Regions from separate parts of the Triticum aestivum genome. Here region 2 is linked to region 1. The links are chromatin contacts, called in public Hi-C maps. All regions are on one chromosome and are shown on one strand. Each heading gives the region's core, a stretch centred on a gene start, on an enhancer-like site or on the middle of the called end of the contact. The rest is flanking DNA. Distances are from core to core; before and after follow the strand shown. Region 1 holds the start of LOC123104987 (ATP sulfurylase 4, chloroplastic). Region 2 overlaps LOC123104988.

The links. A called contact is a pair of places that touch in the nucleus more often than the background predicts.
Region 2: a contact with region 1 is called in a Hi-C map of leaf, with 8 times the contacts expected there. The contact joins the enhancer-like site here to the promoter of LOC123104987 in region 1. A contact is called at or near these places in 1 of 5 Hi-C or Micro-C datasets (leaf) and 1 of 1 datasets of contacts at active chromatin or transcription factors (leaf).

The regions. Positions count from the first base shown.
Region 1 is chr5A:582,691,407-582,699,209 of IWGSC CS RefSeq v2.1, reverse strand. It overlaps LOC123104987 (ATP sulfurylase 4, chloroplastic), which reads left to right and starts at 4,359. Exons shown (of 5, transcript XM_044526945.1): 1 at 4,359-5,045; 2 at 6,102-6,507; 3 at 6,767-7,027; 4 at 7,159-7,245; 5 at 7,335-7,760. The coding sequence starts at 4,531. The coding sequence ends at 7,475.
Region 2 is chr5A:582,818,120-582,825,922 of IWGSC CS RefSeq v2.1, reverse strand. It overlaps LOC123104988, which reads left to right. Exons shown (of 10, transcript XM_044526946.1): 6 at 79-235; 7 at 321-548; 8 at 651-1,001; 9 at 1,473-1,574; 10 at 1,678-2,423. The coding sequence ends at 1,908. Among protein-coding and RNA genes, the nearest start is that of LOC123104988, 10 kb to the left of the region's middle. Within about 2 kb of position 3,017, at least 6 of the 8 cell types and tissues checked have an H3K27ac peak or open chromatin away from gene starts, as enhancers often do. A contact at or near this core is called in leaf, where this site is marked.

The sequences.
Region 1 (7,803 bases), core at 3,110-5,609:
GAAGACCAAGCCTGAGAGACGTTTTAGTGCTATGCATTTTCTATGAACTTTTTGGTAACTTGTTGCCAAAGGGGGAGAAAAATGTATAGATCATAGACTTCGAGAGAGAGCGTTGCTTTTTATTCTCTCTTTCTTTGGTGGTTGAACTTTGTTTGTCTTTTGATTGCTTGAGATACTATGCTATTATCTATGAGACATTGATGATCATGTGGTTGATCATAAGCTACACTTATGCTTGTTAGATGATATTATCTTACTTATCCTTATATGATCATTCACTTTGCTTGGTGATGAGTGCATGTATTCAATTCTTATCATTTTGAGCGCTCCACCAAGATGTATGTGACATGGAAGAGTAACCCATGATCCTAACTCATTGTGCATTTGCAGTCCAAAGCAAATCTTAAGATATGCACAAATTTAGGGGGAGCTCTTGCTTTTCACATACTTCTCAAAGCGACAATATTTTTCACTCTTATTATCATTTGTCGAAGCTTTGATCTATATGTTGTCATCAATTACCAAAAAGGGGGAGATTGAAAGTGCAACTATCCCTGGGTGGTTTTGGTAATTCCTAACAACATATAGCTCATTGAGCTAACATTATTCCAAGATTAATATTTCAGGAAAAGCTCAATGAATGGCATGGCATGGATGAGGAAAGTGGATCCCTCAAAATTCTAAGGACAAAAAATTTGGCTCAAGTTTGAAGCTCAAGACTCTACATTTTATATTTTAGTGATCCAAGATCACATTGAGTCTATAGGAAAAGCCAATACTATCAAGGAGGGATGAGGTGTTGCTTAATGGCTTGCTTGCTCAAAATGCTTAGTGATATGCTCCAAAATCCTCAACTACCTTCCCACATCCACATATGACCTAAACCAAAAGTCAAACTCGGCCCCATCGATTCTTTCTATCCGGCGCCACTGAGTTTCAAATGTCATAGCCACTGCCACAAACCCTAGGCAAATCGGTCTCACCGATAGGGATCTCGGTCTCACCGAGATGGGATTGTAATCTCTCTATTTCCCTTCGTAACATTTCGGTCTTACCGAGATGAGCGATCGGTCCCACCGAGATTGCAATGTAAACTCTCTGTTTCCCTTTTGTAACATTTCGGTCTCACCGAGATGAGCGAATCGGTCCCATCGAGTTTACCTGACCAACTCTCTGGTTAGCTTATTACCAAAATCGGTTCCACCGAGTTTGTGTAATCGGTCACACCGAGATTACGTTATGCCCTAACCCTAACCATATCGGTCCTACCGAGTTGCATCTCAGTCCCACCAAAAATCCTAACGGTCACTAGGTTTGCTGAATCGGTCCGACCGAGTTTAACCATTCGGTCCCACCGAGTTTGGCAAATTGTGTGTAACGGTTAGATTCTGTGTGGAGGCTATATATACCCCTCCACCCACTCTTCATTCATGGAGAAAGCCATCAGAACATACCTACACTTCCAATACATATTTTCTGAGAGAGAACCACCTATACTTGTGTTGAGGTCAAGATATTCCATTCCAACCATATGAATCTTGATCTCTAGCCTTCCCAAGTTGCTTTCCACTCAAATCTTCTTTCCACCAAATCCAAATCCTATGAGAGAGAGTTGAGTGTTGGGGAGACTATCATTTGAAGCACAAGAGCAAGGAGTTTATCATCAACACACCATTTGTTACTTCTTGGAGAGTGGTGTCTCCTAGATTGGCTAGGTGTCACTTGGGAGCCTCCGACAAGATTGTGGAGTTGAACCAAGGAGTTTGTAAGGGCAAGGAGATCGCCTACTTCGTGAAGATCTACCGCTAGCGAGGCAAGTCCTTCGTGGGCGACGGCCGTGATGGAATAGACAAGGTTGCTTCTTCGTGGACCCTTCGTGGGTGGAGCACTCCGTGGACTCGCGCAACCGTTACCCTCCGTGGGTTGAAGTCTCCATCAACGTGGATGTACGATAGCACCACCTATCGGAACCACGACAAAAACATCCGTGTCTCCAATTGCGTTTGAATCCTCCAAACCCTTCCCTTTATATTCTTGCAAGTTGCATGCTTTACTTTCCGTTGCTCATATACTCTTTTGCATGATTGCTTGAATTGTGTGGAGATTGCTTGACTTGTGCTAAGATAGCTAAAATCTTCCAAGAACTAAGATTGGGAAAAGGCTAGATTTTTATTTGGTCAAGTAGTCTAATCACCTCCCCTCTAGACAACTTTTGATCCTACATTCTCCCATTCCAACAATCTAGTTCGCTCCTCATTGCTCACCTTCCTCTCCTTCAAAGCCATCTTCCTCTCCTCGGCCGCCACCCTCCTCTCCTCGGCCGCCAACCTCCTCTCCTCGGTCGCAGCATCTTGGTTCCTTGCCATTTTCCTCATCTTGTTGGCTTCTCTTCTTGCCTTGACAATAGCTTCCATAGCATTTTTGAACTCATCATCTCCCTTCCTCTTCTTCTTTTCTTTTGCGTCTTTCTTGCACCCATCCGGTCGTTTTGGCTTCAAGTATGAAACCGAGTTGGGTGTGGGGCTTCTCTTGCCGTCACTTGATGCACCATCCTCCTCCTCATCATCATCATCCAACTCAATTGTTCGCTTGCGTTTGTTGCTCAAATCCAAATCATCCAAATCATCACGCTTCTTCCATTTCTCATCATCCTTCAACACTTCATAGCAATGAGGCAAGGTAAATATCCTTCCTTTCTTGATCTTCCCCTTCTTGGTTCTCTTCTCCTCTCCTTTGAACAAGTTTTGTGCAATGTTGTACTACATGAAAACAAAGCAAGTTAGAACTTCAAACACCAACAACAAGTATGATGAACATGGATGAAATGCCACTTACTCTATCGTCCTCATTGGTGCCACTTGGGTTCAACTTGTCAACCGCCTTTTGTGCCGCCACCCACTTTTGGCAATCCTTGTTGATTGTCGACCACCAGGACCGAAGTGATCGCTCGGAGCGGTCAATTCCACTCACGTTGTGAACATCAAAGTGTTCTTTCATCCGCCCCCAATAAGCATCTCTACTTTGACCACCTCCAACGGATGGATCCCTTGACACTTGCAACCAAGTATTGCATAGTAAGATGTCTTCGGCGTTGGTGTAATTGCCCGCTCTTCCTTTCGGCGCATCGACAATGCCCTCACCATCCTCGTCCACCTCGAACTCATGGTCTTCAAAATGCATGTCACTGGTTTGAAACCAATGCGAATTGTTGGAGCCAACACCCATAGTTGACATGTATACATCATCGTTGAGACTACAAAATACATAGAACAATGCAAATAAGCTATCTATATAAATGCATTCAAAAAATGACAAGAAAAGAAAAGTGGGAATTTTTTTACCTTTGAGGCATATTGTCGAACACGTTGTGCGCGTCGGCCACCGGCTCAACGAGTGAGCTTGCCGGCGCTTCGGTAGCCGCCGCACCCGTCACACGCCCTGCAAGCTTCTTCCTCCTCGCCTTCGAGGTGCCGGAGCCGTCCGCTGTCTTGTTCTTCTTCGCGGATGTCTTGCCCTTCTTCGGCCGCGCCGCATTGGGGAGCTTCGAGGGGGGGGGGGGGGGGGGCGCGACGCCACCCGCCGCCGAGGTCATCCGCAGCGGCATGAAGAGGCCACGCGCGAGGCCGATGCTCGAAGGAGTTCCGGCGGAGGCGAGGCCAACGCTCCCCGCGCTAGGGTTTGCGGCGGTGGAGGGGTCGTGGCTATAGGATGGGGTCAGCGGGGTGCCGGCGCGTGCGTCCATCGGGTCAAGTTCGCCGGCGCCGGCGCGTGCGGGGCGAGGTGGCGAGGAGGAGAGAGTGTGTCGCGAGCGCTCGTGTGTGCCGCGCGCAGAAGCGGGCGCCCCAAATACACAGTGCGAGTTGGCGATTCGGATCGCGCGCCCAACTCCATATGCCGCGCGCGCGGTTATTGCGCGCCCGCTGGAGCCACTCTATCGGTTGCGCGCACGCTAAAATGGCTAAATTTGCTGCGCGGCGCTTATTTAGGGCGGCTGTTGGAGATGCTCTAATGGTGTGTGTTGTGGTCTATGATTTGTGCCCATGTAATCGAGGGTTTTTTTAGGGTCAAGGAAGAAGGAGCCATGAAGGGCCATAAACCCCCACAGCGTAGACGATCCAACCTCGACAAAAGACACATAAGTTCAGACGTCACGAAAGTCGTTCGGGACACCAGTCCAAGTCCAAGTGTAACTCAAAAAAAAAAAATCCGAAACTGCAGCAAGGTTGCGAGGAAGGCACTTCCCAGCCCGCTCCATCATCCTCATCAGCCCCCATTAGTGCAGCCCCCACCCCCCTTGTCCACGTTCACCGCGCCCATGGCCTCCGCCCCGCACCCTCCCCGCAATCCCATCCAGGTTCACCTTCGCCCTCCCCCCCATTTTTTATACACGCACCCACCACCAAGGTCAGGCCGCCCGCCAGCCACAAGGCAAGAGCGAGACGAAAACACAAACGCCCCGACACGATATAAGTAGTGGGGGGAGGTGGAATCTGAGAGAGACCAAATCGTCGACGGGAAGCAGCAGCAGCCATGGCGACGCAGGCCGCCTTCGCAGTGAGATTCCCGCAGCTGGCGCGGCCGAGCAGGGGCCATGGTCAGGGACAGCCGGCGCGGGTGGGGGTCGCGGTGAGGGGCGGCAGGGCGGCGGCGCGCGGGGTGCGGTGCCGGGCCGGCGGCCTGATCGAGCCGGACGGGGGCAGGCTGGTGGAGCTGGTGGCGCCCGAGGAGGGCGGCCGGCGGGCGGCGCTGCGCCGGGAGGCGGCGGCGCTGCCGCACCGCGTGCGCCTGGGCCGCGTGGACACCGAGTGGCTGCACGTGCTCAGCGAGGGCTGGGCCAGCCCGCTGCGCGGCTTCATGCGCGAGACCGAGTTCCTCCAAGCACTTCATTTCAACGCCGTCCGCGGCGCCGATGGCACCCTCGTCAACATGTCCGTGCCCATCGTCCTCGCCCTCGACGACGCCCAGCGCCGCGCCATCCAGGCCGACGGCGCCACCGCCGTCGCGCTCGTCGACGCCCACGACCGCCCCGTCGCCGTGCTCAGCGAGTGAGAACACAACACATCCCCTTCCTTCTCTATCTCTTTTTTCCCCCTCTCTCCGATTCATGTCTGCCAATCCTTCCTTTCTCACATGCCCCCGTATGTGCAATTACGCATTGGTAGGTCACGACTGAATGTAGCTGCCAATTTTAAGATACGAGTAGAATTTATTACGATGTTCTGGTAGGAATTGGGGGCTTGTGTTGTGACCTTATTTAGGCTCCTGCTGACAATGGTGGTTTCTTCAACCTGAAACATATGGTTTGCACATTTCAATAGCTACATAGCTTATCTTCATACACAATTCTAGGTCTTATGTGAACTTAGTGTAAGTATATATTTCTTTTGCCAAGAATGCGGGCGCAATTTTCTACCTCAAGTGGTTATTTGACAGTCAAACTAAATTTGTAACAGTTTCTGCTTTTGTGGAATGGGGCTATGATAGTGAGGACTTCACTCATACTTTTAACAGTATATTTGTATATGTTGACAGACTTCAGATATCCGTGGTATTCCAATCATGCATCCTCCAATAGATGATTAGTAAAGTCGACAATACATTTGGTCGTAGTCAACTTGGTAATACCGTTGGTCGTAGTAAACTTGGTAATATCTTCGGTCGTATTAAACTTGACAATACCTTCAGGCATATTAAATTACATATCTTATCGTATCGTTTCCTTGAATAGATACCGTTTTGTCGTTTTTTTGCCGCCATTCCTAGTACTTTAGGACGTGCGATGCCTCGTACTTACATCACCGTGATTCTCTTGTATTTGCCATTTAAGTATAGACTTCTTTTAAACATTGAATGCTAAAAATGAAAATGATGCTGGCCAAGAAATGTAGTCACCTGATAACTAAAGTGACATAATGACATCGACGTAAGACGCCGCTATCTGTTGACGGAATCTCTAGTCTTGAGAAGATGTTACACATGGCTTCCAACGTGTTGGAAACAAGCATAGCCTATTTATATGATAAGGAGTGTGGTTTTCTTTTACTGTACTTAATGCTCTACAACTGCAACTCATTTTTAACACTCGCCCCTTCTTTCTTCAGTATTGAGATCTACAAGCATAACAAGGAAGAAAGAATCGCACGGACTTGGGGAACAACTGCACGCGGACTGCCGTACGTAGAGGAGGCCATTACAAATGCTGGTGATTGGCTGATTGGTGGAGACCTGGAGGTTATAGAACCAATCAAGTATAATGATGGTCTGGATCAGTATCGTTTGTCTCCATCACAGCTGCGTGAAGAATTTGCCAGGCGCAATGCAGATGCAGTATTTGCTTTTCAACTTCGTAACCCTGTGCACAATGGGCATGCGCTGCTCATGACTGATACACGGAGGCGCCTTCTTGAGATGGGCTACAAAAACCCTGTTCTTCTTCTCCATCCACTGGGAGGATTCACAAAGGCAGATGACGTGCCTCTTAGTGTGAGAATGAAGCAGCATGAGAAGGTATTGCGTTATAATGATCCTACCGTCCTTTTTCTAAAGAAAAAAAAGACTCCTAGTACTCCCTCCGTCCCAAAATAAGTGTCTCAACTTAAGTACAACTTGGTACTAAAGTTAGTACAAAGTTGAGACACTTATTTTGGGATGGAGGGAGTATGTCATAGAAACTTACGGTGAAAACTTTTATTTGATTACACTAGGATAGACACATTAAAAAGGATAATTCCTGCATTGTTGTGACGTTTCTTCTTCATTTTGCCAGGTTCTTGAGGAAGGTGTCCTAAACCCAGAATCAACTGTGGTTGCAATCTTCCCTTCACCAATGCATTATGCTGGGCCAACTGAGGTGCAGTGGCATGCCAAGGCTCGTATTAATGCTGGTGCAAACTTCTATATTGTCGGAAGGGATCCTGCTGGTATGGGCCACCCGACCGAAAAGAGGGACCTTTATGATGCTGATCACGGGAAAAAAGTACTGAGTATGGCTCCTGGGCTTGAGAGGCTCAATATCCTTCCTTTCAAGGTGGGTAATCCTTCCAGACCAGACACCTCATTCTGATCTTGACACAAACGACTGTTATTCAATTTTGAAATAGAATATCCTTGACATATTTTGGTTTCTTGACCTGTCTTCTGATTCTTATTTTGGATCAGGTTGCTGCGTATGACACAAAACATAACAAGATGAATTTCTTTGATCCATCAAGGAAAGAAGACTTCCTGTTCATCTCTGGCACAAAGGTAATTCATTTCGGTGTCGTTGGCACATCATTAACTTTGGCACCAACATTTTGTTAGCCATGCCCTGACACCCTTGCCTCTGTAAACAGATGCGCAGCCTTGCCAAGAACCGTGAGAGCCCACCAGATGGTTTTATGTGCCCTGGTGGCTGGAAGGTCCTCGTTGAGTACTACGACAGCTTGGCACCGCCAGAAGGCAGCAGCAAACTGCGAGAGGCAGTTGCAGCGTAGAAGCTGAAAGACGCTTCGGATAAGTAATATCGTTGTATCACGTGTCATGAACCGATGATATATGATTGTGTATTGGTGGTAAGACTTGACATTTGGGCATGATCCCCAGCACTCCCCGTGTGGTTTGTACTGCTTACTAGTATATCTGCTAGCAGTGTTGCCCCCTGGAGCCCATCATGTGCTTGTGGTGCCAATAAGGATGGGTTTTGTATTCTCTTCGGATTTGTACATAACGACATATAATAGTGTGGTGGTAATTTATCTAGTGCTTGATGTGCTTGCTAAGATCTCTTCTTAGGTTTGATATTGAAATTTCTTCATGACTTTA
Region 2 (7,803 bases), core at 1,768-4,267, 130 kb before region 1:
TACATGCTACATGCTTATTCAGTGATTCTTCTTGACTACAAAATTATTTCGTTACTAATTATGTGCACGTGGTTTTAGGTATGTTCCCCTCAGTCGACTGCACGTTGCGCTTGATGATGAAGGCTATACACCTCGGTCTTCCTTCCCTTCGGTCTCACTATGCAAAGAAATTGAAGCTACAGCTTCTAGCGCTGTCTACCACTGCAAAATTGGTTCAGTTGATGCAGCAGCAAAGGTTTTTTTTTTTTTTTTGCCTTCTAAATTTCTTCGGTGCCTTTACTATGTTTCATGTATTTACTTGGCGTTGGTTTCAAATGCAGATACGGTACCTAGATACCCGGCGTGCTTCTAATGATGAAGTAAAAAAATTTGAATACAAGCTTCTTGGGGAAGTAAGAATGATGAATGCTCTAAGGAAGCACAGATCCATAGTGGACATATATGGTCACCAACTTTCTTCTAAATGGGTTCAAGATGATAGTGATAAGGAGTACAGGATAATGCAGTCTGTAATTTTAATGGAATATGTGAAAGGAGGTTCACTGAAGGTAAATTCATTTGTTCATCGTTATGAGCCTTCTTGTATTCGTTGATGTCTTTTTTGTTTTATATGTTCTCAGTGATAACTGGATCTTTTAATTTCAAATTAGGGCTATTTGACAAAACTACTGAAAGAGGGCAAGAAACATGTACCTGTGGACCTGGCATTTTACATTGCTCGAGAAGTTGCTTGTGCTTTGTTGGAGATGCACAGGAAGCTAGTTATTCACCGGGATATAAAAAGCGAGAATGTTTTGGTTGATCTGGATTCGAAGAGGAGTCATGGGACACCAGTAGTCAAACTCTCTGATTTTGATAGATCCATTCCTTTGCATTCTCTATCCCATACATGCTGTATAGCTCACCTTGGCACATATCCACCCAATGTTTGTGTTGGGACACCTTGTTGGATGGCTCCAGAGGTTCTTCAGGCCATGCATGAGAAAACCCAGTATGGACTGGTAAGCATTCATTTAAACATTGCGCTGTCCTTTTTTTTTTGCTCAACTCATATTGAACAGCTCTGAACAGTACTGTATGTACTACGGAGTAGCTCAGCCATGTTTCTGATTGAAAATTCCAATATTTGGTAGTTATTATCATGATGTGTTACTGGAACACTAATTTTTCTTCATTGCTTGCATTAGCTAATCTTAAACATTTATACTTGTGTGTGGTAATGTGCATTGCCATGTATCCTGTGTGATGATTGTTACTCTGATTGCTGACTATCCTGTGTACAGTAATGTGCATTGTCATGTTATTGGTTAGTGTAAAGCCACTTGGATTTCAGTATATTATAAACTATGTTAATATCAGCAAATAGGCCCCTAGCTACCTACCAGATTATGCTAATTAGATATAGTCCTAGCCCCAACCAACACCCCAAAATAAAGCGGTATTGATGCGGTTAAATATGGCTTTTGATGCAGGAAGTGGATATCTGGTCATATGGATGTTTTATATTCGAGATGCTTACACTTCGTATACCCTACGAGGGACTACCAGATTCAGAAATATATGATCTCATAAAGGTAAGACCTCTACATCAGAAGTTGGCTCTTGTATATTTTGTATTTGCTTATTGTTTTGGGTAAACATATACGAAGTAACATCTTGTGAATTCTATGTCATCAGAGGAAGAAACAAAGGCCAAGGCTAACTAAAGAATTAGAAGCGTTCTGGACAGTGGACGAGCCAATTACGAGGCTGAAGTTGGGGATCACATCTGATGCTCATGCAGAGAAACTGAGATTTCTAATTGATCTATTCTACCAGTGCACCAGAGGAACCGCATCTAGGCGCCCCAAGGCCGAGCAAATTTACAATTCGCTTTGCTCCTTACCCACATGCTATGACCTGAGCTGAACCTGTGGACCCTGAATGAGAAAGCTGATGGTGAGGCAGCCTTGCTGCCAGATTGGCCTAGGTCAGGACAGGTTAAACCGGGCGCTTATAGCAGGTCGCTGGATCTGGCCAGCGTCCGAGTTCCTCGGGGCTCGGACCAGAACACTCCGCATTTCACTGATGTTGGTCTTCGGGTGGTGGCGGAAAAAGTCAAACCAAGGCGAGGGGTGACTTTGGCCGCGGAAGCTCCTCCTGGGTCAGTTTTGTAGCTGCACTGCATGCTGGCTCTCCATCCTGGTCGTGTGTGTATGTGTATGTCATGTAATTATCTTCTTCATAGTAATTTCCAATTTTCCATAACTTATATTATTCAGTTGAGTCTAAGTTATCGATTTTAGGTCAAGGCTCCATTTTTATGTATCTGTGTACGTAAGATTGTTGGTCCAGCGGTGATCCATGTAACCTTAGAATGCTGAGTTGTGTAACAAACGGGAACGGTTGCTACTTTTTTTAACGAGGCTGTGTGTTATGATTTCCCTGCCAGCAGTTGTATTGGTGGTTGTCGTCGGCAAAAACGTTACAGGCGCTGTGGCTGTGCAAAGTCAAGATTTTCATCAGTATATTATTAGTAGTATTACCTATACAGTGTTAGTGCATGGTATGCACTTGGCGTAAAAGATTGGATGCAAAGTCTCGGACGTACTCCTAGATGGAATGGCACTTTCTCTCTTTAATGCGGATCTTGCAGGCCAAATCTTGGAAAGTGCGGCAGCACGCATCGACGTTGGATGCTCAAGTCAACCGGACATTTCCGTACGTGCTCCTGCGCACTCGACAGATATATTACGCAGACACTGCAGTTGTGGGTGGACAAGTGCCATAATCACAAGCCGGCAAGTGTTTGTCCAGACTGTTTCTACCAGCAGTAGAATTCTCACCTGCAAGCTAAAATGTACTACAGCGCAGCATCGTTTTTTTTCTCTGTTGCGAAGAAGCATCAACTTCGCTTGCTGCCGCTGATCTTGACCGGTAAATTAGCGGCACGCCCTTGACCAGATGCAGGGCAGCACCGCTGAACCGATCTACCCCCAGCTGGCGCGTGCACGCACGTCTGCCTAGCTTGCTCCTCCTCACAAAAATGAAAACCAAATGTATTATATGCGGCCCGCGTCTGATTTTGGCTTCTCGAGGGCGGAGGTGTCCGCGGGCTAAGACAAGATCGGGGGGTGGCGCTGGTTTAACTATGATCCCCTGTCCGGGGGGACCAGGCCCGGCTCCCTCCATCCACGGCGCGCCACGACAAGGCCGTGCATGTGAGGCCTTGTGACTTTGCGCCCATTGGCCGCACGACTGCCAGTCCAGTCCAGTCCAGTCCAGTCCAGCTGCATGCATCGGCGATGGGCAGGCGCTCCCGTCCGTCTCGGATCCGCTCCGCCGGGAGTCAGCGACAATGCCGCGCGGGAGCACGAGACCAGTCTTGACCGGCCGGACGGCCCCCATGTGATCCCTCCATCAATCTTGTATGTAGCGTCGTCTATATAAGCATGCACGGGGGTATCGATCCTCCATGGATTCGAAGCTAGCTAGCTAGGGCGGTAGTTAGTTCGAGTGCCCAAGAGAAAGCGTGAAGCTGCCAGCATGATCTAACTCTTGAAGCTGTGGTTAGATCGTGCTGTGACAGTTTCACTCTTTCCCTGTTGGGCACATGACAGAGAGCGACACCGCAATCCGCAGCTGTGTGTGTGTGTGCAGGTTGCGGGCATCGACGCAGCACCAAAATAAGGTGAGCACATCCGTCCATATCTTCTCTTCTCTTCTCTCCCTCCACCGTCCCGCCGGCATATACATCGCCCTCCCCAAGTTGTCAATCGCCTTGCCTACTAGGCTTATTCAAGCCAGAGGGAAGGAATCGTTCATTCCAATGTCGATGCTATCGTAGTAGTAGTAACAGCTAGCCATTTGTTGGAGATGTTTCAGACATTCGTCATGCTTGGAATCAGCCGGTCATCCTCGCAAACGGCATCATTGCTCCTTCCCATTCTCCTTCGTAGTACTACGGCTTCTCCAGGTCCAGGCGCGTGGCTCTATCAGCTCTTGGTTAGCTACTGCTTCAAGCCAAATAGTCCACGACTATGTACGTCCATTCAGATTCATATGTGTAAAGACCTTTAAAGCAAAGTAATATGAGAAAAGCATATGTTTTGTCCATGTTCTTATCAATTAGTACGGATTTGATCCCTCAACTTCAACCAAAAATGTCACATCCTGACCTTTTCATTCCGGACAAGTTTCGTCCCTCCAATTTGAAGCGGTGTCTATGTTTGACCAGTCTTGCCCACATGGTAATATTCTCTCTTATTCATCTATCTTTTTTTTCCATCATAATATCTCTGGTGGGAAATTTTCCCCAACACTTGGCGCGCGCATGCACTTTCGACACCTCATCCTCAGGCGATAAGCCACCAGCGAGAAGCACGTCAGGCTGCTGCCAATGCAATGGTACTTAGATGTTATCTAAGCTTCCTTCCTTTAATGAGTTAGCAACTAAAGTTTCTCATGCATTGATAGGCTTCTTTCAGTTAGATGTTTTGCCTAGGTTCACATGTTTGTCATTGTTTCTTTTCGGGGTCATCACACTTAGACTACCCGCAGTGGGAGTAACATAAGTAGTAACATCACACTTATCTAGGCAAAATAGATGATGTGGCATGTAATTAATAAAGAAAGAGAAGAATGTAGTAACATAGCTAGTTACTGTAACATCACACATATCAAGAAAAGATGAGTCTATAGCCTAATAAATAAATTGATGTATAACACAATACATATGTTACTACCCACTGTGGAGGTAGTAACAAGTAACATATGCATGTTGCTACTCTAAGTTACCCCCATTGTGACTAGTCTTATCTCTCTTCTCTTAATTAACTTGTCACATCAGATTTTTTCGCTTACATGGCAGGCTTAGCACCTGTACAAGGTGGAGCATTGGGAGGGGCCTCACTGTTAGACCGTGTGCATGTCCCTTGACAAAGTTATTGTTGTGTTTTACTGAATTTAGTGATCCATATTGGGAAAATGCTTATGGCTGACTCAATTTAGTGGTGGATTTGGACAGGTGCCCGCTACAGCTATTTTAGAAAAAGTAGCAGTGGTGGGCAAAAATGACCACCCGCCACTCATAATCTTTTACTACAAATTTACCTGTGGGATAAAAGCAGCAGTGACGTCCTGCGCTTTTTGATGACCGAAAAATCAGTTAATGCTTGAAAAATAGTAAACCAACACAAAAAGTGCCCAAATTTGAGCATGACATTTTGGATGGTGTGTATTACACATAGAAAAATATTGAAGTCGAAATGGTGTAGAAAAATCAGTTAATGATGTAGAAAAGAACATTCAGGCCTCAGTAAATGCAGTTGCCAGGTCTTTAGTTGTGGCCGGTGTCGGGCCGCACCCGTCACTGCTCGACCTACGTGGAGAACATTTAAAAAACCCCAAAACTTCTTTAAACCAGATTCATTCCCCCACTAAAAACACGTCGTTGCCCTCCTCTCCGTCACAGCCGTTCTCCGTCTGCCATCGCGCCCGCCTTCCCTGGCCCTGACGCCATAGCCTCCTCCTCCAACAGCGGAGGCCTCCCCCCGCCGCCGCCGGCGCCACTCCCACTTCCTCCGCCTCCTCACTCTTCAGCGGCTTCAATCTCCAGGTCAATGGAGTACCAACCGCTATTCAAGACGGTGTGCCATGGGTGGTCAGGGAGGTTTTTGCCCAACATGAGTGGCATCATAATCTCTCGATCGATCCATCACCTCATTCGATGTGGGCATAGTGCTAGTCCTATATGACTCTACTTTTGCCGATATGTCGTTTTTTTAATGTTTGGCAGTTGTTAGTGTTTGACTGCGTGCATCTTAATTAAGTAGAGGTCAGATGATGCTCATCATGCTTTGTATCATTTGATTCTATAGTTTTTAGTTCATAAAAATGCCCTTTATCAAAAAAATACCTGGAATCAAATTACCGGCTCATTTTGAATTGCTTGTTTTTTTTTTTGTAGTTTCATGGTTTCGTTCAGAGTACAATCACCACAGAAAGATCAAAGATGAACGTGTTCAAAACTTAACGAACCTATCACCTCTCCTCGGCTTGATCCCGGCGGACCGTGCGCCTCCGGGGACGTCGACGTCGACGTCAGCGTTCCACATAAAGTGGTCTGATGATGACCAACGGCAGGTCTGGTCTCTAATCTAATCTGCGTGTTCACCTAGGAGTCCGAGTTGATGATACCTAACCCAACTCGGAAAACGGCAATTAAGTCGCAACGAAGCACTCCTTCCATAAAAAAATAGAAACCCTGAAATCACAACTCGATCGACTTCAAGGTTCAAGTTGCCGCCGTCGCGTCGCGTCGGTCGATCGACAAGCATTAGCGATGGGACAACGTCGGCGGCTGCTGGAGCCAGATGGCGGCGGCGGCGGCGGCGGCGAGATCCCTAGCGAGTTGCTGCAGGAGATCCTGGTGAAGCTGCCGACGAAGGACGTCGCCCGGTCCCGCTGCGTCTCCAGGCTGTGGCGCGGCGTCGCCAGCCACCCCTCCTTCCGCAGCCTCCACGCCGCCACCCACGTCGCGCCCGCGGCGGAGGTCCTGCTCGTCTCCGAGACGCGCGAGCCTGACGAGGCCAGCTTCTTCCTCACGTCCTCCGGCAAGGCCACGGCCATGCGCTCCGTCGCCATCCCCGGCGACTACGGCCTCGCCAACGTCTGCAACGGCCTACTCTGCTTCGTCCACCGCCACAATGCCGACGCGCCGGCGGTGGTCTGCAACCCCGTCACCGGCGAGACGCTGGCGCTCCCGGAGCCGCCTCCGCTCGCCGCCGAGGGCGAGGCGCAGCACCTCTTCGCCCTGGGGTTCAGCCCGCCCACCAAGGAGTACAAGCTGTTCAGGCTCGCGTCCACGGTCGTGGACGTGTACACCCTGGGCGACGCCAGAGGCTGGCGCCGGCACGCGCACCTCTCGCTGCCTCATCCAACCAAGATCACGGCATGGGCGCCACGGCTGATCGGCGGCAAGCTGTACCTGCTCACAGCTGCTTGGAATCGAGTCTTGGTGGTCGACGTGGCTACGGAGACGTGCCGAGCGCACCGTCTCCCGGCGCAGATGATCATCGCCTATGATGAGCGTATACCGCGGGTGGGCGCCTTTGAGCTCGACGGCCGGCTGTACTTCGCGCTGCACACCGACAGCACGCCCACGGCCATCCAGTTTTGGGTCATGTCGCCGCCGGAGGACGGGAAGCAGCTGCGGTGGGATCGGCACTACTGCTTTGAGATCAGCGAGGCTTTCAACCACTTGGGGCCTTGGAGCGCATGGGTTGACGGTGGCGAGATGCTCTGCTACATGCACGGCGACACTCTGCACATGTATGGCACGAGAGGACGCTCGCCGCCGACGGTTCTCGGCGACGTTCAAGGGTTGCAGTGGGACCAGCGGCTCCACATCCCAGAGTTCCCATTATGGTGGGAAACTTCGAAATGTCAATGGAACTTCCACGGGGGTTACCGTCCCACCCTTCTCTCGCCTCTCAGCTTTGCATTGCCGCCTTCCCAAGACGATGTGCAAAAGAAAAGGAGCGAAGGAATATAAACAAAATAGTCAACACAAGCTTTCGGCGGTGACCGACCTGGATGTCTTTGGACTAGTCGCATGTGAAGTTGGTGCTACCCTCATTGTTAGCAGTGAGTGTTAGTTGTGTTGTATTTATAATTCTCTTCTTATATAAAGTTAGAGCAACTTCAATAGGGCGACCCATTTCGTCCGCCCACGTCCGTTTGGATCGGCGCGGACAAAAATGACGGTCCAACGCGCCGATCGAAACGGACGCGCGTCCGTTTTTCGTCCGTGGGCGACCCATT